6 separate regions of the Mus musculus genome follow, and regions 2, 3, 4, 5 and 6 are each linked to region 1. The links are chromatin contacts, called in public HiChIP or PLAC-seq and promoter capture Hi-C maps. All regions are on one chromosome and are shown on one strand. Each heading gives the region's core, a stretch centred on a gene start, on an enhancer-like site or on the middle of the called end of the contact. The rest is flanking DNA. Distances are from core to core; before and after follow the strand shown. Region 1 holds the start of Abcd1 (ATP-binding cassette, sub-family D (ALD), member 1). Region 2 holds the start of Flna (filamin, alpha). Region 3 holds the start of Fam3a (family with sequence similarity 3, member A). Region 4 holds the start of Rpl10 (ribosomal protein L10). Region 5 holds the start of Gdi1 (guanosine diphosphate (GDP) dissociation inhibitor 1). Region 6 holds the start of Plxna3 (plexin A3).

The links. Promoter capture Hi-C pulls out the DNA fragments that hold promoters and counts their contacts. HiChIP or PLAC-seq counts read pairs in DNA pulled down with a chosen protein or histone mark. Capture Hi-C pulls out chosen DNA fragments and counts their contacts.
Region 2: a contact with region 1 is called in a promoter capture Hi-C map of erythroid cells, with 43 times the contacts expected there. The contact joins the promoter of Flna here to the promoter of Abcd1 in region 1. A contact is called at or near these places in 10 of 39 promoter capture datasets (the C10 cell line, cranial neural crest, embryonic stem cells and 7 more), 6 of 484 Hi-C or Micro-C datasets (B cells, CD8 T cells, embryonic stem cells and 2 more), 3 of 115 datasets of contacts at active chromatin or transcription factors (effector CD8 T cells, embryonic forebrain and memory CD8 T cells) and 2 of 9 other capture datasets (adipose tissue and liver).
Region 3: a contact with region 1 is called in an H3K27ac HiChIP or PLAC-seq map of double positive thymocytes, with 12 times the contacts expected there. The contact joins the promoter of Fam3a here to the promoter of Abcd1 in region 1. A contact is called at or near these places in 8 of 39 promoter capture datasets (the C10 cell line, the HPC-7 cell line, hematopoietic stem and progenitor cells and 4 more), 2 of 484 Hi-C or Micro-C datasets (B cells and CD4 T cells), 3 of 115 datasets of contacts at active chromatin or transcription factors (cardiomyocytes, double positive thymocytes and large pre-B cells) and 2 of 9 other capture datasets (adipose tissue and liver).
Region 4: a contact with region 1 is called in a promoter capture Hi-C map of erythroid cells, with 6 times the contacts expected there. The contact joins the promoter of Rpl10 here to the promoter of Abcd1 in region 1. A contact is called at or near these places in 8 of 39 promoter capture datasets (3T3-L1-derived adipocytes, the C10 cell line, the HPC-7 cell line and 4 more), 1 of 484 Hi-C or Micro-C datasets (B cells), 2 of 115 datasets of contacts at active chromatin or transcription factors (memory CD8 T cells and pro-B cells) and 2 of 9 other capture datasets (adipose tissue and liver).
Region 5: a promoter capture Hi-C map of liver shows a contact between it and region 1. The contact joins the promoter of Gdi1 here to the promoter of Abcd1 in region 1. A contact is called at or near these places in 6 of 39 promoter capture datasets (cranial neural crest, hippocampal neurons, liver and 3 more), 1 of 484 Hi-C or Micro-C datasets (B cells), 3 of 115 datasets of contacts at active chromatin or transcription factors (DN3 thymocytes, memory CD8 T cells and pro-B cells) and 2 of 9 other capture datasets (adipose tissue and liver).
Region 6: a contact with region 1 is called in a promoter capture Hi-C map of neural stem cells. The contact joins the promoter of Plxna3 here to the promoter of Abcd1 in region 1. A contact is called at or near these places in 9 of 39 promoter capture datasets (the C10 cell line, cranial neural crest, hippocampal neurons and 5 more), 1 of 484 Hi-C or Micro-C datasets (B cells) and 1 of 115 datasets of contacts at active chromatin or transcription factors (memory CD8 T cells).

The regions. Positions count from the first base shown.
Region 1 is chrX:73,715,132-73,719,705 of GRCm38.p6, forward strand. It overlaps Abcd1 (ATP-binding cassette, sub-family D (ALD), member 1), which reads left to right and starts at 1,466. Exons shown (of 10, transcript NM_007435.2): 1 at 1,466-2,799. The coding sequence starts at 1,900. Bcap31 (B cell receptor associated protein 31) reads right to left here and starts at 1,073. Exons shown (of 8, transcript NM_012060.5): 1 at 987-1,073.
Region 2 is chrX:74,243,850-74,248,716 of GRCm38.p6, forward strand. Flna (filamin, alpha) reads right to left here and starts at 2,685. Exons shown (of 46, transcript NM_010227.3): 1 at 2,215-2,685. The coding sequence starts at 2,587.
Region 3 is chrX:74,390,994-74,395,725 of GRCm38.p6, forward strand. It overlaps Fam3a (family with sequence similarity 3, member A), which reads right to left and starts at 2,281. Exons shown (of 9, transcript NM_025473.4): 1 at 1,682-2,281; 2 at 1-111. The coding sequence starts at 1,694. It also overlaps a transcript of Ikbkg not described here.
Region 4 is chrX:74,268,407-74,272,915 of GRCm38.p6, forward strand. It overlaps Rpl10 (ribosomal protein L10), which reads left to right and starts at 2,410. Exons shown (of 7, transcript NM_052835.3): 1 at 2,410-2,468; 2 at 2,573-2,618; 3 at 3,254-3,312; 4 at 3,394-3,501; 5 at 3,773-3,911; 6 at 4,266-4,428; 7 at 4,509. The coding sequence starts at 2,596. Snora70 (small nucleolar RNA, H/ACA box 70) reads left to right here and starts at 4,086; the gene lies at 4,086-4,214.
Region 5 is chrX:74,301,653-74,306,620 of GRCm38.p6, forward strand. Gdi1 (guanosine diphosphate (GDP) dissociation inhibitor 1) reads left to right here and starts at 3,360. Exons shown (of 11, transcript NM_010273.4): 1 at 3,360-3,789; 2 at 4,927-4,968. The coding sequence starts at 3,745. It overlaps Atp6ap1 (ATPase, H+ transporting, lysosomal accessory protein 1), which reads left to right. Exons shown (of 10, transcript NM_018794.4): 6 at 284-369; 7 at 710-948; 8 at 1,570-1,617; 9 at 1,706-1,934; 10 at 2,145-3,069. The coding sequence ends at 2,354.
Region 6 is chrX:74,326,301-74,331,161 of GRCm38.p6, forward strand. It overlaps Plxna3 (plexin A3), which reads left to right and starts at 2,766. Exons shown (of 33, transcript NM_008883.2): 1 at 2,766-2,915; 2 at 4,669-4,861. The coding sequence starts at 4,696. It overlaps Gm39520 (a long non-coding RNA gene), which reads right to left and starts at 1,990. Exons shown (of 4, transcript XR_878127.3): 1 at 1,870-1,990; 2 at 1,430-1,495.

The DNA of each region.
Region 1 (4,574 bases), core at 216-2,715:
CTTCCCTTGCCTGGGACAGTTACTTGTGCCCCTCCAGCAAGTATGTTACTATGACTAGGTACTTTTGTTCATGATTCCTTTCCCCGGGGCCGTCCAAGAGACTCTTAAGCCTGTTTAACTAAGAAAATGTTTCTCATAAGAATAGGAGAACCTTCTCAGCACCCATCAGGCTCCCTTGTAAGGCTAGACCTGTTTAAGAAAATGTTTCTCAAAAGAACAGTACGTAAACAGAAGGACCTCAGCACCCATTAGGCTTCCTTCCAAGAGTAGAAGCCTCTGCTGCCAGGAGCTATACATGTCTTCCAGTCGCTTCTACAGTGGGACTGGGACTGCAGTGTTCATACATGTATTTTCTGCAAACGCCACCACCTAAGCCTCTGCACAAGAAAGCAGGCCCATTTCCTCCAGAGCTTATGAGGGGCTGATAACCCTAGTAGCCTCCAGCCTCCTTCTAAAGCTGCTTTTGAAAACTAGATAGGCCTTCCGAATGCTCGCACGAATGCACAGGGTGTAGGCCTCCATTTACTCTCAAAAGGCCCACAAGAGCGACTCCTAGAGGGCGGGAATCCAGGCCAAAAGCAAATACAGGTCTCCACAGAGCACGTCCAGGCCTTACCCAGAGAAAGTTCCAGAACCAGAAAGTCTCTCCCGAAGCCAAAAAAGGGACCTCCCTGCATCCCTAGCAAGCCACAACGCCCAAGTCCACAGCGCCAGGTGGCTTTCGAGGAGCTGGGCCTACCTGGGCAGCTCTTCTGGGGGGGGGTGGGGAGGACTGGCCCCTGTCCTCGCGTCCCCTAGAGTCCCGCTCCACCTACCTCCACAACATCCCTATGCCTGATCCTGCCCTAAACTCCGAAGTCGGCCCGGATCCCTACACTTCCCAGAACCCACAGTATTTCTGGGATGCTCGCCTTCCTCCCTCATGAAGGGACTGGGGGGGAACCTCGTTGGTCCGAAAGTCAGCCATGCATGCGGACCCAGCTTACCGAGCTTCAGCCTACTCGCACGCCCCACCGCAACTACCAAACTCTCACCAATGCTCAGGCCCGCCCCCTAGCCCGCGGGCGGAAACCGGAAACGCGCGTCAGGCCCCGCCTACAAGTCCTCTAGAGGCCCCTAACGGCTCCGCCCATTGTCGTTTCCCGCCCCGCCCTTAGGCGCGGCCTGTTGCCAAGGTCTAGAAAGGAAGTAGAGGCTGACGGTTGAAGGCCCCCTGCCGCGCCTCTGACACTTCGGACACGCAGGGGTGGAGCTTGGAGGCGCCTTGGCGGGAGGGCTGGGGCCGCTTCTGTAGTGTACGCGGACTTGCTTCGTTTCTGTTGTCGGAGAGGGGGAGGGGTCCAACGGTAGGGCGAGAACGGGGTGGGGCACCCCTAACTCGGACTCCGCCTCTTGCCTCAACTCCGCCTCCTCTTCCCCATCACCACCCCTGGGGAGGGGTAGGTGGGTGGGGATTCTGGGCCTTGGCGTAGACGCTGTCGTTACTGCCGGGCTGCTCAGCGGACAAACACGCCTGGTGCCCCGGGGAGGGGCGTCACGGGGGGTGGGGGGGGAGGAGCAGTAAGAGGAGGGAGGTGGAAGGAAAGACACAGCCTCTCTCCTTAAGACCTCTCGAGGCTCTGACCTCAGGGGCTAAGGGGACAGTCTGTAGAGGGAAGCCAGTTCCTCCACCCGGGCTGCCTGAAGAGGCCACGACCCTGGAGGATTCTAACCCAACCGATCCAGGGGCCCCAGCACCACCGCGAGGGCCTAAAGCAACAGTCTCAGGGATCACTTCAAGGTTTCCAGTTGCCTAGACAACGAGCCCTGGGTCAGAGCAACAACCCTTCCAGGATCTGTCTGCAACTGTAGCCTCAGGCAGCAGTTCCAGCCCTCAGCCTGCTCACCAGTCCAGGTGACATGCCGGTGCTCTCCACTCCCCGGCCCTCACGGGTGACCACGCTGAAGCGCACAGCTGTGGTCCTGGCCCTCACAGCCTATGGAGTCCACAAAATCTACCCTCTAGTACGGCAGTGTCTGACTCCTGCCAGAGGTCCTCAGGTGCCAGCTGGGGAGCCCACTCAAGAGGCCTCTGGAGCCACCGCAACCAAGGCTGGCATGAACCGGGTATTCCTGCAGCGGCTCTTGGCGCTCCTGAGGCTGCTGTTCCCCCGAGTCTTGTGCCGGGAAACAGGGCTGCTGGCCCTGCATTCTGCTGCCCTGGTAAGCCGAACTTTCCTGTCTGTGTATGTTGCCCGCCTGGACGGCAGACTGGCCCGCTGCATTGTACGTAAGGACCCGCGGGCCTTTAGCTGGCAACTGCTGCAGTGGCTCCTCATCGCCCTTCCTGCCACTTTCATCAACAGTGCCATCCGCTACCTAGAGGGCCAGCTGGCTCTTTCTTTCCGAAGCCGTCTAGTAGCTCATGCCTATGGACTCTACTTCTCCCAACAGACTTACTACCGAGTAAGCAACATGGATGGACGACTTCGAAACCCTGATCAGTCTCTGACAGAGGATGTGGTAGCCTTTGCTGCCTCTGTAGCCCACCTTTATTCCAACCTGACCAAGCCACTCCTGGATGTGGCTGTGACCTCCTACACTCTCCTTCGAGCTGCCCGATCCCGAGGAGCTGGCACAGCCTGGCCCTCAGCCATCGCTGGCCTGGTGGTGTTCCTCACAGCCAACGTGCTTCGAGCCTTCTCTCCCAAGTTTGGGGAGCTAGTGGCAGAGGAGGCACGGCGAAAGGGGGAACTGCGCTACATGCACTCTCGAGTGGTGGCCAACTCAGAGGAAATTGCCTTCTACGGGGGCCATGAGGTGGGGCAGGTTGAGATGCTGCTTAAATAGCAGAGGAGGTGGCTGGGAGACCTATTGCAGTCAGCTATAAGCAGTAAGGGAAGCCCAACAAGGCCTTCTCAGGCTGATGTTAAAGTTGTAGATAGACACTGGGACAAGCTTGGGGGTAGGCTTTGGATGGCTATAACCTTAAGATGCAGAAATGGAGAAATGGCACCATTGGGTGGGAACTTCCCTGTGCTGGCTGCCTGCAACCTCCAAGCCACTTCTGCTTCCTTGGTAAAATTGTCTTGGACATTTTGGATTCTAGCTTTGGATTCTAGTGATTTGTGATGCTACTGGTCCAGCTTACTCCAATCTTGCAGTCAACCACTCCTGCAGCCACCTGGGAGGAATTAGACTCCTACCATCTCTGGGAGCATAGGACAGAGCCTGCTTCCTAACCTCTCTTGCCTCTCTGAGCCCTTTGAAGGCTGGCGTCCAGCAGAGTTGGCTGGCTGGGCTGTCCAGTATTATGGGCATGACTCAGCCCAAGCAGAGGTTAACAAGCAGAGCTCAGCACAGTGGCTACAGCAGTAGTGTTGCTGCTCAGGGTCAAGGCTGTCAGAACCCCAGGCACGTCGGGTTAGTTACTGACAGGCTTGGCAAGCAACCTGCCTAGTTGCCTCCCTCCCTCCCAGGGATAGGGATACCTGGCCTCTGCCATAGAAGCCTGACAACCTTTCTCACCCCCACCCCTGATGTCCTACCCCCAGTGTAGCCACCCTTCCACCCAGATCCCAGCTACTTTATGAGGTGGGCTAGGGCCAGGGATGCCTGGCAGACACTGAGAAAGGCTACTTTAAACCAGTGTAAACTTTATTCTCTGACAGCCCCTCCCCTTCTTTGTGCCTCTTGTGGTTGCAGCTGCCTCAGGCCTTGTTCAGGCTTCTGGTTTCGGTTCCCTAGTGCTTGGGGCGGGGGAGGGATACAAAAGCACCATTTCATGAAGGCCTGTGTGTTTCCTGGGTCAGGTAGCCACTTGCCCCAGGACCTTGTCCCATTGGCTGCATTTCATATGTACAATCAGTTTTGTCCTCGACTTTTAGAAAGGATTTGTCTTTACACTCTGCAAAGAGGTTCTCTGGTCACAGTCAGGTTTCAGATTAGGAGAAAAAGTGCATCACCCTTACTATAACCCCAGTTCCATTCTCTTCTCCTGAATGCTGGGCTGCAGGGCTTTGGCAAGCTGCCAGGGCCTTGGGTGAGGCACTTGGCACAGTACTTGTAGCTGTATCATCAACCTTAGCTGGCACTACTATCAGCTTGAGGCACGAGCCTAGATTACCAGCGTGCAGCAAAGGTGGTGCACTCACTTCAGGAATGAGAGGCTGGATTTTTGGAAACTGGGCTGTATGAGCAGTTCTAGGCAGAGGGCACAAAAGAGAGAACACTGGTATTTAAAGAGACTTCCTTTGGGCTAGTTTCAGGAAATAGCAAATTAAACAATAGAGTTCACTTGCTGGGACTCAGAGACCTTGTGTAAACCCTTGGCCTGCTTGTCTAAGCCCCTTATGTAAAGCTGTATGGTATGATGGGCCACCATGGGTGGATTGACTGCCCTTGTTGTATAGGCACATGTCCCACTCTAGTCCTACTGGTTGCTGTACTGTGGACATGGGCCTGGATTCAAGTCAAGAGTTTATGAAAAGGGGACTAACTGGCTGACTGGCAGGCGAACAGCAGGGTATAATTTCCTTACTAGAATTTCAGACAGTGCATATGCATGTGTACATACATGTATACAAGCCTCTTGC
Region 2 (4,867 bases), core at 1,435-3,934, 530 kb after region 1:
GGGGTGACAGCCCCCATTGCCCAGCTGAAAGAGGAAGAGTAGAACCGCCAAGGAAACCATAGGTCCTTAGTAGGCTGGGTTAGCCTGCCTTTGGTGCCAAAGAGCACTTGGGAACCCCTGTTGCAGAGGCCTTGGGTGGTGTTCTTAAGTCCTGCTGTTTCAGCATAACCTGCTTAGATGCTACTCACCACCCAGCCTACTTGCCACCTAACGGGCTAGGTCTCAGGCAGCCACCAGGCTTACCACAAAGGAAGTGGTTAGGGCGGGCACCCTAAACACCCATCACTATGGCAACTCCCCTGAGCCCCACCCAAAGCCACCTCTTTAACCTCCTCAAGGGTGGATGGCTTATGGTGAGTAGCATTTTCTAAGGCTCATCTTTGGAAACCCTACAGGACTTCCCTGTAATCAGAGAATGTTTATCTAGTGAGTCAATGGAGAATGGTCATGAAAACTAGGATATCACTGAGAGAGCAGGTAACATTCCAGTGCAGTGGGAAAGCACCTGGAGAACTGCTATCTGAGCCTCTCAAACAGAGTGATCTTTCCCATTCACAAACTGGTCCTGGCCCTTCGAGAATGTTTTTCATTGTTCCAAAATACAGAGAGGATGGGAAAGGAAGTTGAAAAAAAGTCAAGGACACAAAGATCCTACCCTACCAAACAAAGCCACAGGCCCATCACAAAAACCCCCAAGGAGATCATAGGTCCTTAGTAGTCTCCAAGGGGAAGAACAAAGACAGACCCATCATCCCAGTAAGGTACATCTGGTCCCTCCCCTGGTCTGATTAGGTGAGCTATGCCAGCTTCATATCCCTCCCAAGAGGAGAGGATCAGGGCCCAGTGTTGGGAAGCAGCTTGGTAAGATGGCCCCGCCCCATCCCACCCCTTATCCCCAGCCCCTGGGCCAGCCGGCCCCCTCCCTCCCCTAATCACTGCTGCTTTCCAACATTTTTTTGCCTTATATGGCAAAGCTCTGGGAACTAGGCCTGCTCCAGCCAGCTCACAAGAAGGAGGGGAGAAAGAAGGAGGGAGGAGACCCCCCCTAAAGAGCTGGGGTGTGGCCTGCCTCCCCACATCCGGTTGCCCCCTTCCAAGACTTAGAAATGACTCAGCTGGCTAGACTGAGGCTGGGACTAGGGGTGAGTTTTCATACATCCACTGGCACACCTCTATGAGCATTTAAAAAAAAAAAAAAACTCAGCACTTAAAATCTGCTCTCTGAAGGGCCTTGGTCCCTCGCTGTTTTAACTAGCATGTACCATTCCAAAGTTGTAAGGATAATAGAAAACCCTTTGTATTATGGAGTAAAGGTCCACTCTTCTACTCTCCCTGTTCCACATTCCCAAGATAACAATTCTGGTGCCTGTCCATGAGCAGCCCCTACTTTGAGAAAAGCATGGGATCCTGCAAGAGACAATACCAATGCCAACCTCTCCAGTTCAAAGACTTGGGAACTGGACTAGCAGTAAACCCTGTGCACATTGGAGCACCTTTCAACCAATCTCTGCATTCTAGATGTACAAAACCAAGGTTTACAATGAAACAAGAATTTGATCCATGATAGACAGCAAAGCTAACAACCAAGTGCTCGTGCCTTTAGTCAACCACACTCATTACACCTGGAGTACAGTTTTGCCAGCAGTATATCTCTTTGCCCCCCTCCAAGTTCAGCAAAAAAAGAAAGAAAGAAAGAAAGAAACTGGGGATTTGAACTATCTCCAATGGGGAAGCATGTTCCAGGGCAAGAAGTTGAGGGAGTCCTACATAAATAGGAGAACAAGCTACAACCTTCACTTTAGAACTGCAGAGGCAGCCAAATGCTAGAAGGGTACTTTTAAAATTGTTGTAGGTGGAAAGCATGGGTATCCCAGGGATGGGGTGCGGCTCTCAGAGGCAGAAGCCTAGTCTGTGCCTGTCCCACCTCGGGTGCAGCGTTGGGGGCGCGGCCTACAGAGGATGTGAGCTCAGCCTGGGAGCAGGCCAGCAAGGCGCTGCGGGCGGGGGCGCGTAGCGGTTCGCATGCTCGCCAGGCCAGCCTTTTGTTCTCGAGGACCTCAAAGAACAAGGCGGCTAAGGGGCCTAGTGGTAGCCTTGGTTGTGTGCAGCAGCTAGGGAAGACAACTAGGAGAGACTCTAGAGGAGAAGAAAGGAAGAATTTGTTGCGACCACGCCCGCACCCACTCAGCGCCCCAGTGTAGCCCGTGCCCTCACCTATGGACACGAGCTTGATGCTCTCACGGTCCAGGAATTCAAGCGCCACCGACACATTTTCGAGCTGCATCTGGCGGAAAGTGGGTCTTTGGTTGTGCTTGCGGTGCATTTTCTTCTGGCTGAGTACCTCGAGCAGCGCGATGAGCCGCAACCCATCGCTCAGGTCCGTCTGCAGATTGGCGATGCGCTTGCTTACGCACTTAAGGTGCTCATTGCACCAGCGGGTGAATGTGTTCTGCTGAATTTTCTTCCACGGTGCATCTTCTGCTAGGTCTTTTTCGGTAGCCGGCATCTCCGCGTCCCGTGAATCGATACTGCCTCCCGGAGACGCAACCGCCGCACTCTGGCCACAGCGGGAGTGAGAGCTACTCATTTTGAGGCGCGAGGAACGGAGGGGCGGTGCTGCAGCTTCGCCGATGGGACGGCCCTTTAATTAAAGCAGTAGGCACCTCCGAGCATGAACGACGAGGCACAGAACAGAGGTTGCACTGCGGAAAGAGCGAGCCCTTTAAATGTATGCGAAAGGCGGAGCCAGAGGCAAAGTTTCCTTGGGGGCGGAGCCTCTGGGTGGGGCTTCTGGGCCGCGCCCGCCCCACCTCGCCCCTCCCGTTGGAATGCCCCACAACGCCCCCCGCCCCCATCCCCCGAAGCTGCCTCTGCACTCCGCCAAAAGCAACTCAGCCCCGCTGCTTCAGAAAGGGTCTTTGAGCCCCAAAGAGCACAAAAAGGTCTGGCAACATCCGCTACAGTACTACAGGAAACGGACCCCAGATCTAGGAACGCTTGAGCAATTCTGTCACAGAATTGCTCAGCTCCAGCAGGCACACCCTTACAAGGGACTTTCTTTCCCCAAGGTCCCTGCAGAAGGCGGAGCGAATAATGTCCCGGTATCACTTGGGCTCCGCCCTGACCCTGTACCCTCTTCTACATTCTCTATTCTTCCCGAGCTTAGGGTTCTCAGCCACAGTGTGATCCACAGCAGAGTAAAGCAATCCTGTGAGCGAACCCTTCCAGAGCGCCTAACGCTGCTGAGAGCTCTTTGTATGCTGTCAGACAGGGCTCTCATCACCTAACATAGACACCCACAGAGCCCTGGCACTCCCTACCCATCTCCTTTGGTCTTCCCAGTCTCCATGACCCTGGCCTGCACACCTGCACAGGCCCATTCCCACCGTCGTCTTCTCTACTGCCTAGTTCCATCCGCGAGGAAATGGGGCCAGCACTGGGCCAAGTGGCCACCAGCACTACAGGATCAAGCAGCTTTCCAAAGGTCCAGGGTATGCCAATGCACACAATCAGAGGGCGCCTGCCTGCCTGCCTGCCTGCCTGCCCTGTGATGCATGTAGATCTGTACACCTTGTACCTGCCATACTCACTGTTCTACCTTGGGCCCTGAGGAATTCTGGGGGGAGAGGTCTTCTCTGGCTGAACAGTCCCAAGCCTTGCTGTGACCCTAGAGATGTGGAGGGGCTCAGGGAGAGGGTCCCAGATTACTGAAGAAAGGAGAGTCACCAGACATCAAGGCTTGCTAAGGAGCCTGAGTGTGTTCCCTAAGTAGTGTGAAGCTACTCACTAAAAGTTAATTTAATGATAGATATTCTCTGGAGATAGTGATGAGGATGCTGTGCTGGGACAGAAAGGAGCGAAGATACAGAAAAAGAAAACTGTAGGGGATACTCCCAACCATCCTCTTTAGTTAAGGGGATTCATCTTACCTATGTCTTTCCCGTGGTAGACTTTTCCATCTACTTACTCTGTACTTCAAGCCTCTCCAGAATGTTAAATTGTTTTTCCAGAAAGACAGGCTTCTGTCCCTACTTCTCAATTCTAAGACCAGTGGCCGCCGGGGCTGGAGAGATGGCTCTGTGGTTAAGAGCAGTGGCTGCTCTTTCAGAGGACCCAGATTCAATTCCCAGCACCCATATGAAAGCTTACAACTGTCTGTAACTCTAGCTCCAGGGAATATGACACCTTCACACAGACATGAATGCAGGCAAAATTATGCACATAAAATTAATTAGATAGATAGATAGATAGATAGATAGATAGATAGATAAAGACCAGTGGCTGAAAGAGGCCTTGGGTTGACCAACATGTCATGCCCAAATATGGTTGACTCTCCCACAGCCTGGAGTGTCTTCATTGCCTGTGGTAGGGCTATGATAGGGCTTTGATCACAATGGGCAGAACCTTTCAGCATAGTCATCTTGAGATTGTCTATGATATCGCCAGTCAAATAACATTTTCAGTACAGAATCCCTCCCCCCCATTCTACCTCCAGTCACCTGCATAAATATCTGCACCAAGTGAGCCAAAGGTTGAGTTGGGGGACATGATGGCAGAACTGTGCAGGGATAACCCAAATGGAAACTTCCAGCCATGTTATTCAAGACACAATTAGGGTAATATTTTTGGTCCCCCTGATCTACTGGAGAGCAAAGCCCCATGTACGGAATTGCATTAATACATGATTTTTCATTCAATGCCATTTGGCTGGATCACATGAGTTCATTAATGTACAGAGAACAAGGAAAACTGAATCATAGTAATAGAGCACAAAGAACTTGAGTTTCCTAGCTTCCAGCCCTATGATTTGGCTATTTAGGGGGAAAAGAGGAAATGGGGGGGGGTGTCCTAGCCTTAGAGTGCACAA
Region 3 (4,732 bases), core at 1,031-3,530, 680 kb after region 1:
TGAAGAACTGCTGAATTCGAGGAAGGCCAACACCAGGACCACCTAGGAGGATGGTGACTAGGATCCAGGTGAGACCCATAATGATGATTAGGGCCACGATGCGCAGGGGGCCTGCAGGCAGGATAGACACAGAGCAGGACTATCTTAGACATCAGTGAACAAAATCTGCAATAACCCACTACCTCACATGACCAGATCTCCCCTTCTACTTGGGAACAAGTGATGGTACGATTGGGAGGTGGGGGACCAATCGATATCTACCAGACCCAAAAGAGAGGCTTGAACTTCCTCCTAGTAGACGGAAGAACGTGAGTTCAAACCTTGAGGCTGCTCTGTTTGGGTCTCCCCAGCAGGTTTGGAGGTGCCTTTTAGAACTCATGCTCTGGGAAGGTTTCATAGCACCAACCTCAGCATCTTGCCTCTGAAATTATCAGAATATTTACAGTTCACCCATCTGCTTTGCCTTTCCTCTTGTTCTGTTGGAAGCTCTATACTCCTTGTAAAGACCAGTCCTTCTACCTGCTTCAGGATCCATCAAGATATCTCCTGTCTCAGATACATTGTGCTAAGACTTCTTTCTATCTCACTTTCTCTCATATTATCAACAGGTCCTAACTTAGTAAGATAAAGATGAAACAGAGCTCCTGAAAGAAAAATCTCATTCTTTGATTCTTCATCTTCCTCTTCTCCACCAAACTCTTTAAAAATTTATATTCTGGCTTGGGATATAGCTCTGTGGTAGAGCATTTGCTCAGCATGCATAAGACCCTGGTTTCCATCCCCCAGCATACACATAAAAGTCATCTACATTGTGATTTCTATTACCTCACTCCCCAACTCTCTCCCAAAATTCTTCCAATCTAGTCGTGCTCCCATAACACCAACTAAATAACCTTCCAAACAAGACCACCTATGACTTTTATGATGTCACATTTCTGATTGTCTGACTGCTCTTTCTTGACACTTCACTACTAGATTCCAGGACAGTACTGTCTCCTGACCCCATTCTCTGGGACTCCCTTTGTTGGTTAGATTGTGTTCCATTACTCTCTCCTCAAAAGGTGTTCTTTTCCAGGCTGCCTTCTCCCATCTTCATACTGTATGGGAGATTTCACCATGCAGCAATGACACCTTACACCTCCAGCCCAGATCTGTCTTGAACTCATATCCTCCCAGCCAGTTCCTTAATGTCCAATTTGGACTTATCCACAAAGCTGCTACTTTACCAGTTTTCAAATTCTACTCTCACCCCAAACAGTCCCTCCAAGGCACATTCATGTTTGTAGTCCAGCTGACAGCAGAGCTACCACTTAGATCATACCCAACCTCAAAGGCACCTAAGTCAGTTCTCTTCTGGCTACATCTCTCTATCTCTACTATCCACTCCTCTCCATCCATTCAATCTCTGGAGATTTTATATATATATATATATATATATATCCTTAACTTATATATATTGATTATATATATTATCAACATCTATCTATATCTATCTCTCTATATAAAATCAATCCTTATAGTTTGGGAAGCTGAAGTCCTCAGAGGTGAATTTGCTCATAAAATGAGTGCTTGTGCACAGTCATCCATTAATAAATAAACAAACCAGTGACCACCCAGGCCTCTCCTAACACAGGCACTAGGACACCTGGCCTCTCTTCAGTTCGCTGTGGAAGCCACCCACCTGCCAACCTCATGTCCACTTCTCCAGCTGGGTTGAGATCTCCCGCAGGTGCACTGTTTGGGAACTGTGGGTTCTGGGGGGAATGAAACAGGAGAGAGTAGGTTTGGGGGTGGGGGCAGTGGCAAGTCTGTGCTGGGAGCGATCGGTGTTATGACTTGTTCCTCCAAACACCAGTCCAGGCTCAGTTCCTCGTGAGTGCTGGGAGAAGTCCTGCCTGGCCAGGAGAGCCTTAGGAATCCGTTGCGCCTCACAGTCTGGCTAACAGACTCCAGGACTGGAGCGTAGCAATGATTCTTCTCCACCCGGATCCCTCCGGTGCTAGGCCCGGGGCTCAGGTCGATCCGCTCGAGGCTGGTGGCAGAGATTGGGCGGGCCAAGGATGTTGTCTGGGTGTAGGGAGAAGCAGACCGGATCAGGGAGTTACCCAGTTGTCTCGCTCTGCCGGCTAGGTGAAGCAAGTGAGTCACGTAGAAAAGCTTATCAGGCACGACAATGGCCGCCCGCAGAAGGCCACAGCCCACAGGCGTCGCTCCGCCATAGGCCCATAGGCTGTGCTGTAGGTCCGCAGGTCCTCACGGAGGCTCCACCTCCAGACCGGCCTCCTCCCTCTCCTCCAGAGGCTGGGTGGGAGGTGCCGAGTGTGGCTGTGCACTCCTCTTGTGCTAAAGCTGAGCCGCCTAGCTTCCTACAGTGTCACTGCTTCAAGATGAAATCTCCTTCTAGACTTTGAGGTACTATACACTTTACAGTTCATGTTTGCTTAACTCTATGTAACCCAGGCTGTTCTCAAACTTGGAGCGATTCACCTGCTTCAGGCTCTCAAATGTTGGAATTACGGGCATAAAACACCAGAGCCCCCATTCCCACTTCCTCCACACGTCCTCTTAGGTGAGCGATCTATTTCTATATTTGATGAGCTGAAGCTCCGATTGTGACTTGATATCAGAGCTTTCATGGCTCATAAGAGGATGGATGCGGGGACACAGATAATGACTTAAGGTTGATATGTGTTCTTTAAGAGCATGGACGGTTCAGAAGCACATGCGGAGGTAAACCTGAGCCTTTGGTTGCTTTCTTTCTGCTTAGTGTTCTTTCGTGAGAGCGTTCTGTTTTATGTATCAATCAGTGAAGGGATGTTTGGAACATTGCTCCTGACCCTCATGTTTGAGCCTTTTCCCCTGACCGCCTACAGTGCCAGGGCAGCTGGGCCAGTCCTTTTAAGCTGGATCTATCTGTGTCTCAGGCAGCTGCATTCCTGTCCTTTGACCCAATGGTCTTACTTACAGGAACTCCACCCCACTTCCATAATGCTCCAAAATACAGAAAAGTTTACAGAAGCACTGTTTTGGTTAGATGATAGCGTTTTCAATTTGGTTACACTTGTAATCTCAGCACTTGGAAAGTGGAGACGGGAGAGGAGGATAAAGGGTTTAAAGCATCCTCGGCCACTTAGCAACTTTGAGGTCAGCCTTAGCTGCATGAAACCTGTCTCAGGGAATCTGATGTCTTATTCTGACCATCTCAGGCGCCAGGCATGCATGTGGTACACGTACCACATGTGGTACATGTAGGGAAACCACTTATATAAAAAAAATAAAATTTCAAAAATTGTAGGAAGCTGGAGAGATGACTCAGTGGTTAAGGGCACATACTGTTCTTGCAGGATACCCGGGCTGGATTCCTTACACTCACATAAGGCAGCTCACAACCGCTTCAGGGGATCTGGCACCTCTCTGATCTCTTCCTCCTCTTCCTCCTCCTCCTCCTCCACACACACACACAAATAATAATTAATTTTTAAAATAAAACATTAAGTAAAGATAAAATAGTAACAGCAACAACAACAAAATGAATATTAAAAAAAAAAGAATACAGTAGTTTCCATATTGACTGAGTACTTCCTCATAGGCACTCTCCAATGCTTGTGGTCAAGGGCATCTGTAGACCAGGCTGGCCTCAAATGTACAGAATGATGGAATTAAATGCCTTCTGAATGATGGAATTAAAGGCGTATGCTAACACACCCAGTCCTGCTACATATTTTTTGAGATGGGAATTTCGTATATTCTTTAACTCACTATGTTTCCAAGGATGTCCTTGGACCTCTTGCTTATACCTACTTAGTTCTGGGATTATAGGTGGAGATCCAGGTCTTTTATGACTCATGGGACAAACTTTCAGTCTATTTTCTCCAGGACTTTGTGTGTGTGTGTTCTGAAAATTAAATTTATGGCTTTTGACATACATATGCCTTATGGCTGACACAAAACCTCAGCCCTTTATCATTTAAAATGGACAATTAAAGCTAGGGATGGTGGCACATGCCTTTAATCCCAGTATTCTGGAGACAGGGGCAGGTGAATCTCTGTGAGTTTGAGGCTAGCCTGGTCTACAGAGTGAGTTCTAGGACAACCAGGGCTACATAGAAAAACCCTGTCTTGGAAAAAATACAATTAAATGGTTAAATTATATTCACATATATATATATGAATGAGATGCATAAGCTGGGGCATTCAAGTCTTGGCATTACATGATAGGCAGTAAAGGAATGCTATCCTTCAAAACTGATGTTTGTTTGATACATCTGGAAAAGGATCTTTTTGACCTGGGGAGAAATAACTCATTCTGTAATCAGAGGCTAGTGTATTTTTACAAGCTGGCCATAGCTGTCTGGGAACACTCGGTTGCCTCTTTCTGATAGCTCAAGAATGGGAGCCTTATCACTTCAAGGGCATTAATTTTCTGCCTCCTTCAAAGGTAGGGGACATCTGCACCAAGGTGGGAGTGCTGGCTGTTTAACTTGGCATGGGGACTAGGGAGTGAGAGACTCAGCGCACAGAGACAAGGGTGGGTTACCTTGTGTCTCTTCACTATGACACCTGTATCTGCACACATGCACACTAACTTTAAATACATGTAATGAAATCAGAGTGAAGTGAACACAAAAAGGCTCACACTTACTGTGCATGCAAAGATAACCTTGAACTCCATGTTCTCCTGTCTCTGTTTCTTTTTATTTATTTATTTATTTATTTATTTATTTATTGTATA
Region 4 (4,509 bases), core at 1,160-3,659, 550 kb after region 1:
GGAAATTAGAGTAAGAGGGAACAACTGATAAGCCAGGATGGGTACATGAACCCAGTGCCAGCTAGCACCTGTAAATAGGTCAAGACCATGCCTATTTACAGAGAGGCCCATGAAGGAATCCCACGGCAAAGGCACCAAGCAAAATGTGAGAGGGCAATCCAAACCCCTGACCCTGGTTCTCTGAGACCATCCCAGACAGGAGAAGCCTGGGTACTTGCTATCACCTTATTCTCTACCTTCTAATCAAAGTATGGGAAAAGTAGCTCTGGAAGACAAAACAACACTGAGTGTGTGTGTGTGTGTGTGTGTGTGTGTGTGTGTGTGTGTGTGTACTGAGCCTGGCTGTATCTCAAAGAGCTGAAGGACACTCTGCCCTGTACACTGGCTGAAAGCATATCTCATGTAGTACAAACATCCTCATACAGGGAAGGCCTGGGAGACTGTGCTCCTGGGGATCAAGACTTACAAAGCAGGGCCATGCAGTTTCAAACATTTATACACATAAAGTAAATACATGTAAGGGCTGAAGAGATGGGTTAGCTGTAAGAGAACTAGTTCTTGCAGAGGATCTGAGATTGATTCCTAGTACCCACAGGGAGGCTCACAACTGTCAGTAACTCCGGTTCTAGGGGATCTGACACCCTCTTCTGGCTTCTGCCAGCTTCAGAAATGTATGCTGTACACTTGCATGCTTGCATGCAAAACACTCATACGAATATAAATGCATGGCTGGCTGTGGTGGCACAGGTCTTAGATCTGCACACATAGGTATGTGGATCTCTGTTTGCTGAAGGCCATCCTGATCTACATAAGTGAGTTTCAGGTCACCGGGGCTGACACACTCAGATCCTGTCTGAAGAAATAAATGTTTAATTGAAAAGGTGGTCAAAGCCGGGCGTGGTGGCACACACCTTTAATCCCAGCACTTGGGAGGCAGAGGCAGTCGGATTTCTGAGTTCCAGGCCAGCCTGGTCTACAGAGTTCCAGGACAGTCAAGACTACACAGAGAAACCCTTTCTCAACAAACAAACAAACAAAATGAAGAAAAATGTGGTACATTTGCAAAATGGAGAAACCCTGTCTTGAAAAACCAAAAAGAAAGATAAGAAAAGGTGGTCAAAATATATAGACTATTCTCATTTATCTCTCTCCAGCTAAAGAAACAGCCACCTCCACAACTGCACAAATACCAATCAGGTGGAGAGGACTGGCAGGACAGAACTGTTTTCAGAGGATAGATATCAATTTGTGAAGCCTCCAGGAACTGGATAAGTGTCACAGGGAAGCTATTTGGCAGAAGCAATCTAGTAGCTCTGGTTTGTGGCTGGGAATCTTAAATGTGCTGGAACAAGCTGGGCACATGTAACCAGGGAGCGGCACCATGGGATGTTGGGAGGGAAGGCCCTTGGTCCCTATACTTTTGTTCCTATCATGTCTCCCTAAGTGACACAAGAGGCACAAATTCATAGAGTCTGAGTGACTGATGATGCTCAGACACGTGCTCCTAGATCAGAACAGTGTTCCCGTTCTGGTGCCTCCCTAGATTGTAACCTTATATGGGAGAGTAGTTAGTGGTTAGCTGCCAATCCTTCTAGACACACCCAGATGTACATTTTGAATTCTTCATAGTGAAAAGAAGAGGTGTGCTACACCTAGTTTTTCTCTCGGAATCTGGGGCAAAGGAACTCCGACTCTCCTACTAGGGCGTGGCCCACAGCACCGCGACCCTCCTGGGGCTAGTAGGAAGTAATGATATCGCCATCGTCTTTGCCCAGTCTCCAGTCTCCCTAAGAACACGTCTTTTCCTGAGAATTAGAGTGGGGCGGGCCCAACTAGCGAGGAGGACAGTGAGCGCCTAACGGAGATTTTTTTCCTCTAAGGGAGATTTTAATTGGTCTCCTGAAAGCAATCAAGCACCTATCATGGTGCTCTTTGTTGGCTCTTAGACGTCAGCTTTGTGGGTGGGTCTCCAACCTCCCGGGTGACAAAGGAACTTCGGAGTCCCTACCATGGAACGTTCGCGCCATTTCCTGTAGCCTTGAGGAAGGCCTGAACCAGCACTCTAGAGCCCTGTAAGCAAAGGAACACCTCCGTGACGGTCCAGTTCCACTGAGAAAGACTCCCCTTTTCAAGTCTTAGAATATTGGCAATCATACGTAATAGCAAAACCTGTCAATGGCTCTCCGCCCAATATGGCCAGGCGGAAGCTGGTTTCTCTTGCCTATGTGTCGAAATCCCATTCGCCAGCATGCAGTTCCCTATTCCGGTATCCAGTCACCAATAAGCTCTGTGCTTCGTTCGGTCCCGCCTGGTACACATGCGCAGAGCAGCGCTGCATCTATGATCTTAGCGTCTGATAGAGCGTCGACACCACCCCCTGGCTGTAACTCTATGGTTGTTACAGTGGAAGATAGGCCGCCTATATAAGGCGTGAGCAGGCGTGGGAGCGTCTCTTTTCCTCTGGCGCGGTGAGTGAGTTCGGTCACGGTTTTTTACGATGGTCTCGTAATTTTTCTTTGGGATTTTTTTTACACTTATTCTGTGTCTGTATTCTTTGACTGTTTCATTACAGCCACCGACGATCCTATTGTCATCATGGGCCGCCGCCCCGCCCGGTGGTGAGTGCTGAACCCATGCAATCTTCCTACTGTGAAAACTGAGGGAAAAATGCATTTCTTTCGAAAGACTTTTTTTTTATGGGTGGACTCTCTGCCACTTAGAGACCCTGAAGTAAAGACTGACTTCGGGTTTTCTTTAATACTTTACTGGGACCTTTATTTTGAGGCTGTGGGTGGCGTTACCCAATACTAAAGCGCTTGGGTAGAACTAGCATGTCCGTGTGCATCCAATCCTCTGCGTCGCAAATGAGCCTTTTTACAACGCCTACCAGGCCTTCTTGGTCACTTTTGCGTCCGTCTTTTATTTCCGGCCTTGAGCTTTGTGGTTTTTAACAGGACACCAAGGGCTGACCAGTCCGTAGGCGCCGCCTAAACGCGTGTCCTGAAGAGGACGCCATATTCTCTTAACGTGGCTAAGGCGGGTCTTCTGTCACATGCTAGGAAAATTGTGATATCTCACCCAACTCTGGTTAGAGGGTGATGCTAGTGCATGATTCTTTTTCTGTTTTATAATTTGTGTAATTGTTTAACAACAAGTTGCCTTAGAATCAGTTACCCTGAATGGAAACTGGATTCAGAGCTGGTTTAGTCCTGTTGTCACCATTAATCACACCTGAGTTTCCTTCCTTCTATAGTTACCGGTATTGTAAGAACAAGCCATACCCAAAGTCTCGTTTCTGCCGTGGTGTCCCTGGTAAGTAGTGACAAACTTCGAACTGGATCGGTGTTTGTCTATTCCCCACTTCTCGAGAACTTTAAACCACGTGTTTTTCAGATGCTAAGATCCGAATCTTTGATTTGGGACGGAAGAAAGCAAAAGTTGATGAATTCCCACTTTGTGGCCATATGGTGTCAGATGAATATGAGCAACTCTCTTCTGAAGGTGAGACAGCTCCCATTTGTTAATTGGCTCTTTTTTTTTTTTTTTTTGGTTTTTCGAGACGGTTTCTCTGTAGCCTTGGCTGTCCTGGAACTCACTTTGTAGACCAGGCTGGCCTCAAACTCAGAAATCCACCTCCCAAGTGCTGGGATTAAAGGCATGGACCACCATGCCCGGTGTGTTAATTGGCATTTCTTGTGTACTTGTGGATTATATATTATAATTTATTCAATGTCCTGACACCCTGTTTCACTGCTGTTATTTCCCCATTCAGCACTGGAGGCTGCCCGTATTTGTGCCAACAAATACATGGTAAAGAGTTGTGGCAAGGATGGCTTTCATATCCGAGTGAGGCTCCACCCTTTCCATGTCATCCGTATCAACAAGATGTTGTCCTGTGCTGGGGCTGACAGGTAAGCTGGTGTTTTATTTGGTTTTGAGACAGGGTTTCTCTGTATCCCTGGCTGTCCGGGAACTTAATGTACACCAGGCATATCTGAGATCTGCCTGCCTCTGCCTCCCAAGTGATTAAAAACCACCACTGTCCAGCAGTATTTTTAGGGATTTCTTTGATTTTTTGTGCAGCTAATTAAGCCGACCAAGTCCCCTTTTCCCATGGGGACTTTGGTGTGCAATGGTTGCAAACAGCAGCCTCCTTGGTAGTGTATGTAGCCTATTATCTATATGGGCTGCCTCAAGGGACCTTGGAGACAATTTTCTGGCAGTTGGTAATCAGGCCTCTGATCACAATGTTGTCCCTGATCTAGGCTCCAGACAGGGATGCGTGGTGCCTTTGGGAAGCCCCAGGGCACAGTGGCCAGGGTTCACATTGGCCAGGTCATCATGTCCATCCGAACCAAGTTGCAGAACAAGGAACATGTGATTGAGGCTCTGCGAAGAGCCAAGTTCAAGTTCCCTGGCCGCCAGAAGGTAGGTAGTGGTATTTAAGTTCTTCTGTTTTCTTGCTCTGGTCCTCCTTGCTGAGTTTGTTATTTTCTATTTCCTTCTAGA
Region 5 (4,968 bases), core at 2,110-4,609, 590 kb after region 1:
TGTGGTAAAGGACAGTCCCATCTGCTGTGTAGATTTTGAGTTCTCTGTATCACTATATGTTCTGTTTACTTAGGTTTAGCTTGCCATCAGAGAGCTACAATTGTCCCCAGAGAGACTGGCAGAGTATGTAGAAGGAGAAATACCTGTTTTTTAGAGGTCCTCAGTGGAAACTAACAGCACTGAATTCTCATAGTCTAGAAGGTCTCTGAATCAGACAATGGGTAGTATTTCTCTAAGCAAGCTACCTAGTGACTTGGCTCTCTGTTCTCTTGTCACTCTTCAGATGAGGTCATCGGACAGGTACTGAGCACACTCAAGTCTGAAGATGTCCCTTACACCGCAGCTCTTACTGCAGTCCGCCCTTCTAGAGTATGTACTCTTCTAGCAGGGGCCCTGGGGAATGAGGGTGTGAGGCAATGTGGTGAGTGTGACTAGAGATGAAGGGGTATGTCACAGGCAGGATCTCTCAGGAGGCTTCAGTTTGGGGGATTAATGGACAGAGGATTGCTTCCTCCATCCATGGTGCCTTTTTTCATTTTGCTTATGAGCCACTTTGGGCAGTGTGATTGTTAGTTTAGGGAGATGGAATATCAGGTCTAGGGACTTTCAGATGGTATACAGGGTAACCAGTGGGGAAGGAATACCAGTCCAGTGGATTAGGTTTTGTTTTTAGGGCTGTTGAGAGAAGGCTTGTTGGATGTTTCTACAGGTGGCCCGTGATATAACCATGGTGGCTGGGGGTCTAGGTCGCCAGCTGCTTCAGACTCAGGTGGCATCTCCTGCGATCCATCCTCCTGTGAGTTACAATGACACTGCCCCAAGGATCCTGTTTTGGGCACAAAACTTCTCTGTGGCATACAAAGACGAGTGGAAAGACTTGACCTCCCTCACCTTTGGTGTGGAGAATCTTAACTTGACCGGCTCCTTCTGGAATGACTCCTTTGCCATGTAAGGGTTATAGGAAGAGAAGGAAGGGCTATCCTATCACACATGGTCTTCCTGTCACTGTGAGCTCAGTACAGGACAAGGATGTGGGATTATGTTTGTGTGGTATGTTCACCAAGGACATAGATGTCACAGTATCGCAGGGTGATATTGCTGGGAGGTTACTGGTGAGGGAGCCTCTTAAGAGTTTGGCCTTCTCATGTTTTTTTAGGTATTGGTTGTTGGGTCCTGAGCTTTTATTACCACATAGTCCCTTGGGATCCTGGACCGTTTTTGAACCCAACCCCTGGGACTGCATGTAGGCAAATATCAAACCAACTGTTAAAACCAGTCCTAGGTTTCCTACCCTTGAAACCTCAGCAGGCAGCTGAATAACCCCAAGAAGGAGGCCTAGGAACCAGAGGAAGGAATCCTAAGTTGGAGATGTGAAACCTAATTGTTTCACAACTGCTCCTGATTTGCTTATGACTGGAACTTTACTTTTCCCATATGGTAAATGGGGACACTGTATTGGCAGGTGACTATAAGGATGGATCTAGGGCAGCTTAGGTTGGAGCCAACCTGATGAGGACCTTCTTAAGATCCTTCTAGAGCCTGACAGTACTCCTCTGCCTTGTTCCATAGGCTTTCACTGACCTATGAGCCACTCTTTGGTGCAACAGTGACATTCAAGTAAGTTCTGTTGGCTGAAGTTTGTCAGGGCTGGCGTGTCTTCACTCTGTTCTGTTCATCTGACATCTCTGCATCCCCTGCCTCCCAGGTTCATTCTGGCTAGTCGCTTCTATCCAGTGTCTGCCCGATATTGGTTTGCCATGGAACGACTTGAAATCCACAGCAATGGCTCTGTTGCCCATTTCAATGTTTCCCAAGTCACAGGACCTAGCATCTATTCTTTCCACTGTGAGTACGTCAGCAGTGTGAGCAAGAAAGGCAATCTCCTTGTGACCAACGTGCCCTCAGTCTGGCAGATGACTCTTCATAACTTCCAGGTATTGAAAGGGTGATGGGCCCCAAGCTGGTGGCAGTAAGGGGAGGGAAGAAGGGCCCAGAGAATCTCAGTATGGTTTGAGCATGTAGCTGAGAGTTCCAGCCTTGTGCAGTCTCTGAAGGTATAGATTATTCATTGATTCCAGAATCCCAGCTCTTACTGTGTGTGGAACCTTGTGGAACCATCTGATCCATGTCAATGTGTCTCCTAGATCCAGGCCTTCAATGTGACTGGTGAACAGTTCTCCTATGCTAGCGACTGTGCTGGTTTCTTCTCTCCGGGCATCTGGATGGGTCTGCTCACCACCCTCTTCATGCTTTTCATATTCACCTATGGTCTGCACATGATACTCAGCCTAAAGACCATGGATCGCTTTGATGACCACAAGGGCCCCACCATCACTTTGACCCAGATTGTGTGACATACACCTGAGAGGAATTGAGGGAGTATTGGTGTCTAGGTTGTCATGTTTCTGTTTTGTGACACAGTGGATGGAAAGGTTTGTCCTCTTCCTACTATAGCATGAACCCTACATACGCCACCCTCAGTCTCTCTTGCTTCCTCTTTAACCCGGAGAGGGACTCCCCTGTGGCTATCCCCCATCTCTACCAACAAAGTGTATTCTTCATAGATATTAGATAAATCTTCCAGGCTTCATCATCAAGAGGGGAAGGGACCTTAATTCTAGGGTCTCCCCTTTACCCTCTCTCCTTATTTATTCTTGCCCCTCTGCTATTATTCCTTGCTGTTTATAGTGCTTTTGTGTAGTAAATGCTCACTCCCCAAGCTTTATGGAGCTTCCAGCAACAGCCATGAACTTGAGGTTCCTTGAATTTGCGAGGTGTGGAAAGACTACTTGACTGTCTGTCCAGCTTAGCTGTTATGTTTTTTGGGGGGGAGGGGTGATGTGTTAAGAGTGAGTGGTACACTGGGGTTTATTTCTGTGGCCTGGGAAGGAAGAAACCATCACGAGGATTGGTGAACAAAGTGTGCTCACTGGGTTTCTGGATTATTCCCATAAAGACTGCCTGTCAAGAGGCCGGAGGTGTGTGTGGGGGGTTGCTCTGTTGTTTCCTTCCTAATAAAATAAAGACGTGTTGCCTTGTGTTGGGCTTCGTGTCACTCATTTCTGCACTGAACAGTAGATTTTTTTTTCTTGACTGAAGGGAAGAAGTGCTCAGATGTAGTCCAGTCATGCAAGAGGTGAGAGAGGAAGGGTGGGAGGGTCTTCAGTAAGCTGATACTCTTAACAAACCTACTTAGAGTAGAGGCTTGTTACTTTTCCTGGCCTTGGGAGGAATCCTGACAATGGTAGCTCCGCTACTGTGCAACAACACACAGCAGGGCTTCCATACCTTGTGTTTCTCCCAGGGGGCGGTACGGGAGCGCGCGGGGCGGGGCGGGGCGCGCGCGGCTCCCGCGCAAGGATCTTTCGGAGGACTCAGCACCTGCTGCCGGCCTGCCCCGCCCCGTATTTTTCTGGGCTCACGAAGAGCCCCGATAACCCCTGCAGTCATTCTGGTGCTGGGACCCAGGTGACAGAAGCCCTCCCAGAAAACAAGCAAGGAAATGATGACTGGTTGGGCGGGGCGGGGCCAGCGGAGAGAGAGAGGGACTCATTAACGCTGCGTAGGGATCAGGAGACAACCGACAGACGCCATCTTTGGTTCAGTGCGGCGGCAGTGACAGAAGCAGCGGCAGGGGCAGCAGCAGCAGCGGCAGTAGCAGCAGTAGCAATAGTAGAGGTAGTGGTAGCGGCTGCTGTGGTGAAGGAGGAGGAGCAGAGCGGACGCTGGTACCAAGGCCTGATCATGGATGAGGAATACGATGTGATTGTGCTGGGGACAGGTCTTACCGTAAGTGCCACTTCAGGCTCTCATAGCCCTGCATCATGCCATCCCTCCCCACCCCACGCCATCCCTCCCCACCCCACTCCATCCCGCATTGATGCAGAGTCCGGTATCCGATCCATCCTCCCATCATCCTAGCTCCAGCCCTGGGAAAACCAACCCCATGCCCAACCCACTACCTCACCCTAGGATGTCGATTCCAGTTCCCAATTCTCTGTAGAGGGCCCCACTTTGTCCTGTGTTCCTGCACTCTAGTACTTAACCTCAGACCCCTATTCTTCCCTATCTCTATCACCGAGGTGGAAAACTCACCCCCCCACACACACAGTGGAACCATTGCACCCAGCCCCCACCCTTTGCCTGAACTCATCACCTGCTCCAAGGCCTTGATTAGCATCCCTTACCATCTTGTGATCAAACTAGGGGATGGAATATGAAGATGGGTATGGGGACATTACAAGGGTGGGCCCTCATCATGCTTTTCTGCTTTTTGGGATGGGATAGGAAACCCATGGAATGTTCCAGAGACAGCAGGAGTGTGTGTGTGGGGGGTGTGGGGGGGGGGTAGTGACCACTTTACCTCTGCCCCAACTTGGTTTCCCATGGAGATCTCAGACTGAATATATATCCTCAGCCTTTGTCCTTGGGTTAGTGACTGACTGGTGAGGGTGTTTGTCTCTTCCCTGCCCCCGCCCCCCCCAACCCCCACCCCCGGCCTAAATCTTTTTAGTTTGAACCCTGAGTCTAGACCAGTGGATAGGGCCAGAAGAGAGTCAGGGGCTCCTGCCCTTTGAAGGAGGAGCAGGGTGGGGCCTGGGATTTCAAGGACTTGGCCTTCTCTTTCAAAGGTCCTTTGAATTGGTTCTTCTTGTAGACTCATTGTCTTTTTGTGGGCTCAGAGAAGTAGATACTTCTCTTGGCTTGTTGATGCTGGAAGACTTGGAAGCTGAAAGCTCTGCCCCCCAAACCTCCTTTAATGCTCCAGTAGTTTACTCAGCAGGGTTGTAAAGGAAACATCATATGAAGCCATCTTCTCCTCCCCAGTTTTAGGCACTGAAAAGAGCTGCATTATAAAATTGGTGGTGGGCATGAAGCAAGTTGGAGGGTTATGGGGTATAGCTGCAAATGTCACTCCTTCCCCAGGAATGCATCCTGTCTGGCATCATGTCTGTGAATGGAAAGAAG
Region 6 (4,861 bases), core at 1,516-4,015, 610 kb after region 1:
GTGAATATTGTCATAGTGTTTATGTAGGTCAGAGGACAACTTTCAGGACTCAGTTCTTTCTTTCTATATGGGGGTTGTAAGAATCAAACTCAGGTCTTCAAATTTGGCAGCAAGTGAATTATCTTGTCAGCCTCTCTAAAAAAATTTTAGATTTATTTGTTTTCTATGTATGAGAGTTTTGTTTGCGTGTAGGTAGGTATTCATGGAGGTTAGAATAGGGTGTTAACTGGAGTTACAAATGATTTTGAGTTACCATTCAGGTACTCAGAACCAATTCCAGGTTCTCTGCAATAGCAATAAGTGTTCTAAACCAATGAGTCATTTCTTTAGCCTTCCATCTTAAAAAAAAAAATCCAGAATCTAGGTACCTTCCATATATGGGGAAGAATAGTCTTTATACCATCTAATATAAGCATATAAACACTTATATACCATCTAATATAAGCACTTATATACCGTCTAATATAAGCATATAAACATTTTCCTGGTCTTTCATGTATTTTAGGATGCTGTTCTTCACCTTATTCATTGAAAACAGTGTCAGCAATTGAACTCAATACTCTAGCCAATCCCAGAACTTGGAAGGCAGGGGCAGGGAGATTACTGCGAGTTTAAAGACAACCTAGAAGAATATTGGTCTACATTTCAGTGAGTTACAGAGCTACACAGAAAGTGTCTCAAAAATCCTAAAAGAGGGTTTGGGGAGATGGTTTAGCAGGTAAGAACCTTTGCTCTGTAAGCATGTGAAAATGAGTTTGAATTCTCAGCACACATGTAGAAAGTCAAGCATAGGTATACATGCATCCACAAACACAACTTTGGGGGAGCAGCAACAAGTGACAATAAGTCACAGAGGGAAAGAAGAAGACAACAAATGTTCTGCTCTGGCCTCCATACATGTGCAAAGTACAGATGCTTTCCACACTCATGTACTGACACATATGAATACAAAAGAAGTGCAATCCCAATTTTTGGAATGGTGGTAAAGGTAGAAAAAGTTATATGATCATTTCTAAACAAACAATACATAGAAGTGTTTCTAGTAATGTCTTAGGGTTTTACTGCTATGAACAGACACCATGATCAAGGCTACTCTTATAAGGACAACATTTAATTGGGGTTGGCTCACAGGTTCAGAGGTTTAGTCTATTGTCATCCAGACAGGAAGCACAGCAGCATTCAGGCAGGCATGGGGCTGAAGGAGCTGAGAGTTCCACATCTGGTTCCAAAGGCAGCTAGCAGAAACTGACTTCCAGGCAGCTAGGTATTAAAGCCCACACCCACAGTGACACACCTATTCCAACCAGGCTACACCTCCTAATAGTGCCACTCCCTGGCCCAAGCACATACAAAGAAGTAAGCAAACAGCCCAAAGAGGAAAACAAAAAAATGTGTCAGTTGATGAAAGAATAAATAAAATGTGGCTTACCCATGCAACAGGATATTATTTGGCCCCAAAAGGAAGTCTTGATCCATGGTACAACTCTGACAAAACCTGAAAATATTAAAAGAATGAGTCGACATAAAAATATATTTATATTGTATAGTTCCATTTATTTGAGATATCCTTAAGAGGCAACCCCACAGTCAGTAAGGACAGAGCGTTTCCCAGAGCTTGGGTATATATATATATGAGGGGAATTGAGACTGATAGCTAACTCCTACAGAGTTTCTTTTAGAAGTGATGAAAATGTTCAAGAATTAGATGGCAGAAATGGTTGCACATCTTTAGGATTATATTAAAACGCCACTGAATTGTCTGTATACATTAAATACAGGACTTATATGAAAACTGAATTATATCTCAATAAAGCGGTTTACAACGGAAAAAAAAAGAGGCTAGAAAGATGGCTCAATGGTTAAGAGCACCTGCTACTGTACTGCAGCTCTATGGTGTCTAATGCTCTCAGATGGTCTTCTTGGGTGCGTGCGCATGCACACACAAAGAATAACTGTAGCAGTGGAAAATACTTGTATTCCAGAACATGGGAAGGTGAAGCTGGAGGATCACTGTAAGTTCAAGGCCAGCCTGGGGTACAGTAGGAGGCACTATCTCAACACAACATGGAAAAAATGCAGCTGTGATGGCATAGACCCATAATGATCCCAGTATTGGGAGGATGAAGCAGAAGGGTAGTCAGTTCGAGACCACTCTGTACTAAAGGGAAAATAAATTCAAGAAAAAAAAGAGAAAGCAATGGAATTAAATCCCAGATTCAGCAGATTCAGAGTCATGGTGACTTGCTGAGGAAAGAACTAGGTGAAAATGGCTATAAGTTGCAGTACTCCAAGCTTCGTGGCGGGTATTAGCCCACCAGTTTATGGATCATTGGAGAAAGAGCCCTGAGTTAGGGGGCAATCTTTGTTTGTGCGGTTTTGTTGGACCGGCCAAAGCAATATCTTGCAACAGTAGCAGGTGGCCACGGGCTCCTGGAGGCGCGCACTCCAGGCCCAAGGGGGTGTGGCGCGGCCGCGCACAGATTCCAGGGTTGCTGAAGGCAGCAGGCGGGGAGCTGGGGGTGTGGAGAGGCCCGCGCCTAGGACTCAGCCATTGAGCAAAGGGGGCTGTTCTCAGGAAGGGATCCCCAGAGACCCATGAGAGGCTTGCTTCTTGCACTAGAGTCCTGGGCCCCAGGGCCTAGCGGCCTCCCCCAACCGCCATGCGCTCTGCTTCTTAGGGCCCCGGCCCGCCCTCTCTGGGAGCCCCCTCCCGGTGTGGTGGTACGGTCCGGGTTTAAAAGGCCCAGGCGGCCGCAGGCCAGCCCAGTGTGTGGGCGGCGGCGGTTGCAGATTTTGCAGCGTGCGAGGCGAGGCTGCGGGGCCAAGCGAGGGGGGCGGCTGTTGGGCACGGGGCGGGGGGGCACGTCCACGTGGCCACGGGTGGCCACCCCGAGTCAGTCGCGGTGGAGGGACAGGTAGGTGGTCGCCATCCTTAAAGCCTGTGCGCCAATAGTCTGCTGGATGGCAGAGGTTTCAGACAGCCTGGGGGTCCAGATGGTTTCTGGGGTCAGGCCCTGTCCCTCCCTACCTCTCCAGACCAGGCTTGCCAAGCACTCCGTACCCTGAGCGGGAAGAGACAGCCAACTCGATCATAGTCCTATTGGTTGATAGAACCCTTTTGTAGAGGAGGAGCAGCATCTCTGAGCATTGCTGTAGCCTCTGTATTGACTAAGGTATCTGCGGGTCTGCTCAGGGTGCCCCCATTGGGGGCAGGACTGGTTGGGTTCATGGCATAGAGGGGAGCATTGTGGAAGAGCGGGCTGTGGACCTGCATATTTATATGGAGCTTTCCTCATCATCGCGCTCTTTGCTGGCAGGACTGTAGCAGAGGGGCTGGGTGCGACTGTGATGCTTGAGGTTGCCACTTAGAGGTGGGGGCTGGGGTGGGGTCTTGGGCTGCCAATTACCACTTTCCAGGTCTCCTTTCCAACCTGTCCCGGCCAGTTCCTAAAATTTGGCTTTTCTGTAGAGTGTAGAAGAGGTGAAGGTAGGGTGCAGTCGCTTTTCTCTTTTGCTTTCCTTTCTTCTCTGGTTGTTGCATGAGGGGTCTGGGATGCAGACCCGACAAAAGAGCCCCAGAGCGCTGATCACTCTGAGCTGAAACTTGGCACTTTCAAGCTGGAATTGCTCCATGTTCTAGCAAATGCTGGCTTTTCTTTCTCTTTGCTGTGGCCCCCACCCCCCACCCCATTCTGAGTCCCTCCTGTGTCTCTTGGGAATTGGGCACTGAGAGGGTAGCACTGAGCTCTGCCCCATTAGTTACAGAGACACTGCTCTGCTGTCTTTGCAGCCTGGGGCTGGCTGGGTGTGGCCCGGGGGGTGAATGCCAGCATTGGCCCTATTTGTTTAGGGGAAGGGGTAGTACTCCATAGCCTTAAGGCTTCAACTGTATTTGAGGATGCTGGTTTCTACATATAATACTTCTGGGACTCTCAAAAGTGGGTTATACCCTTCTGCCAATATCCCTCTCTGACTAACCTTTGGCTCTTCAGGGAGAGCCACACAGGCCTGGCAGAGCATTTGTCTGCCTGTGTCTGAGCAAAGCTTGACTGATGTCTGTCTCAGCGAGAGTCTTGGCTTTGTGTTGCAGTGGAAAGGCCAGACAGCAGACTCCTGGATAAGCAGCCAAGGCCCTCAAAGGGAGAAAGCACCTGAGGCCATGAGTTGGAGATGTAGTGGCACTGAAACCAGTCTCAGGCCTTAATTCTCCAGAGCTTTGCTCTAGGACTCCTGCTAGCAGTGCCACTAACAGAGAAGCACCCCTGACCCCAACTTGTGTTTGTTCTCTCCCTGCATTTCCTAGTGTGTAATGTTAGGGTCCCAGTTCTGGGAGAACCTTCCATTCCATCTTTTCTAGCAGCTGACTCTGATGCCCCCTTGGGTGTGGCCCAGTTGAGACAAGGCCTCTTGGCTTCTTTCCAGTACAGGAGTGGGAGATGATTGATGGCCTGCAAGCTTGCCTGTGCTTGTCACTCATTCATTTGCCCTATTAGAGGCCCCTCCCCTCTTTCAGCCTCAGTCACCATCTGGGGCTTTATCATGTTGGATGAGTTGCCTGCCCCTCGATAGCACTGAACCTGGCCTGCCAGGTTCACTGGGTCAGACAGGGCAGAAGGAGGGAGAGTAGCTTGGGCCTGGGGCTGATTTGCACTTGCTGTCTCTCCTCAGGCCTGTCCCTCGTTACAGCTGCTGGTCATGCCCACTGTCTGCCTTCTCCCATTGCTATTCTTCACCATAGGAGGGTGCCTGGGTAGCAGCAGGCCATTTCGTACCTTTGTGGTAACAGATACCACTCTGACTCACCTGGCTGTGCACCGAGTGACTGGGGAGGTGTTTGTAGGTGCCGTGAATCGAGTTTTCA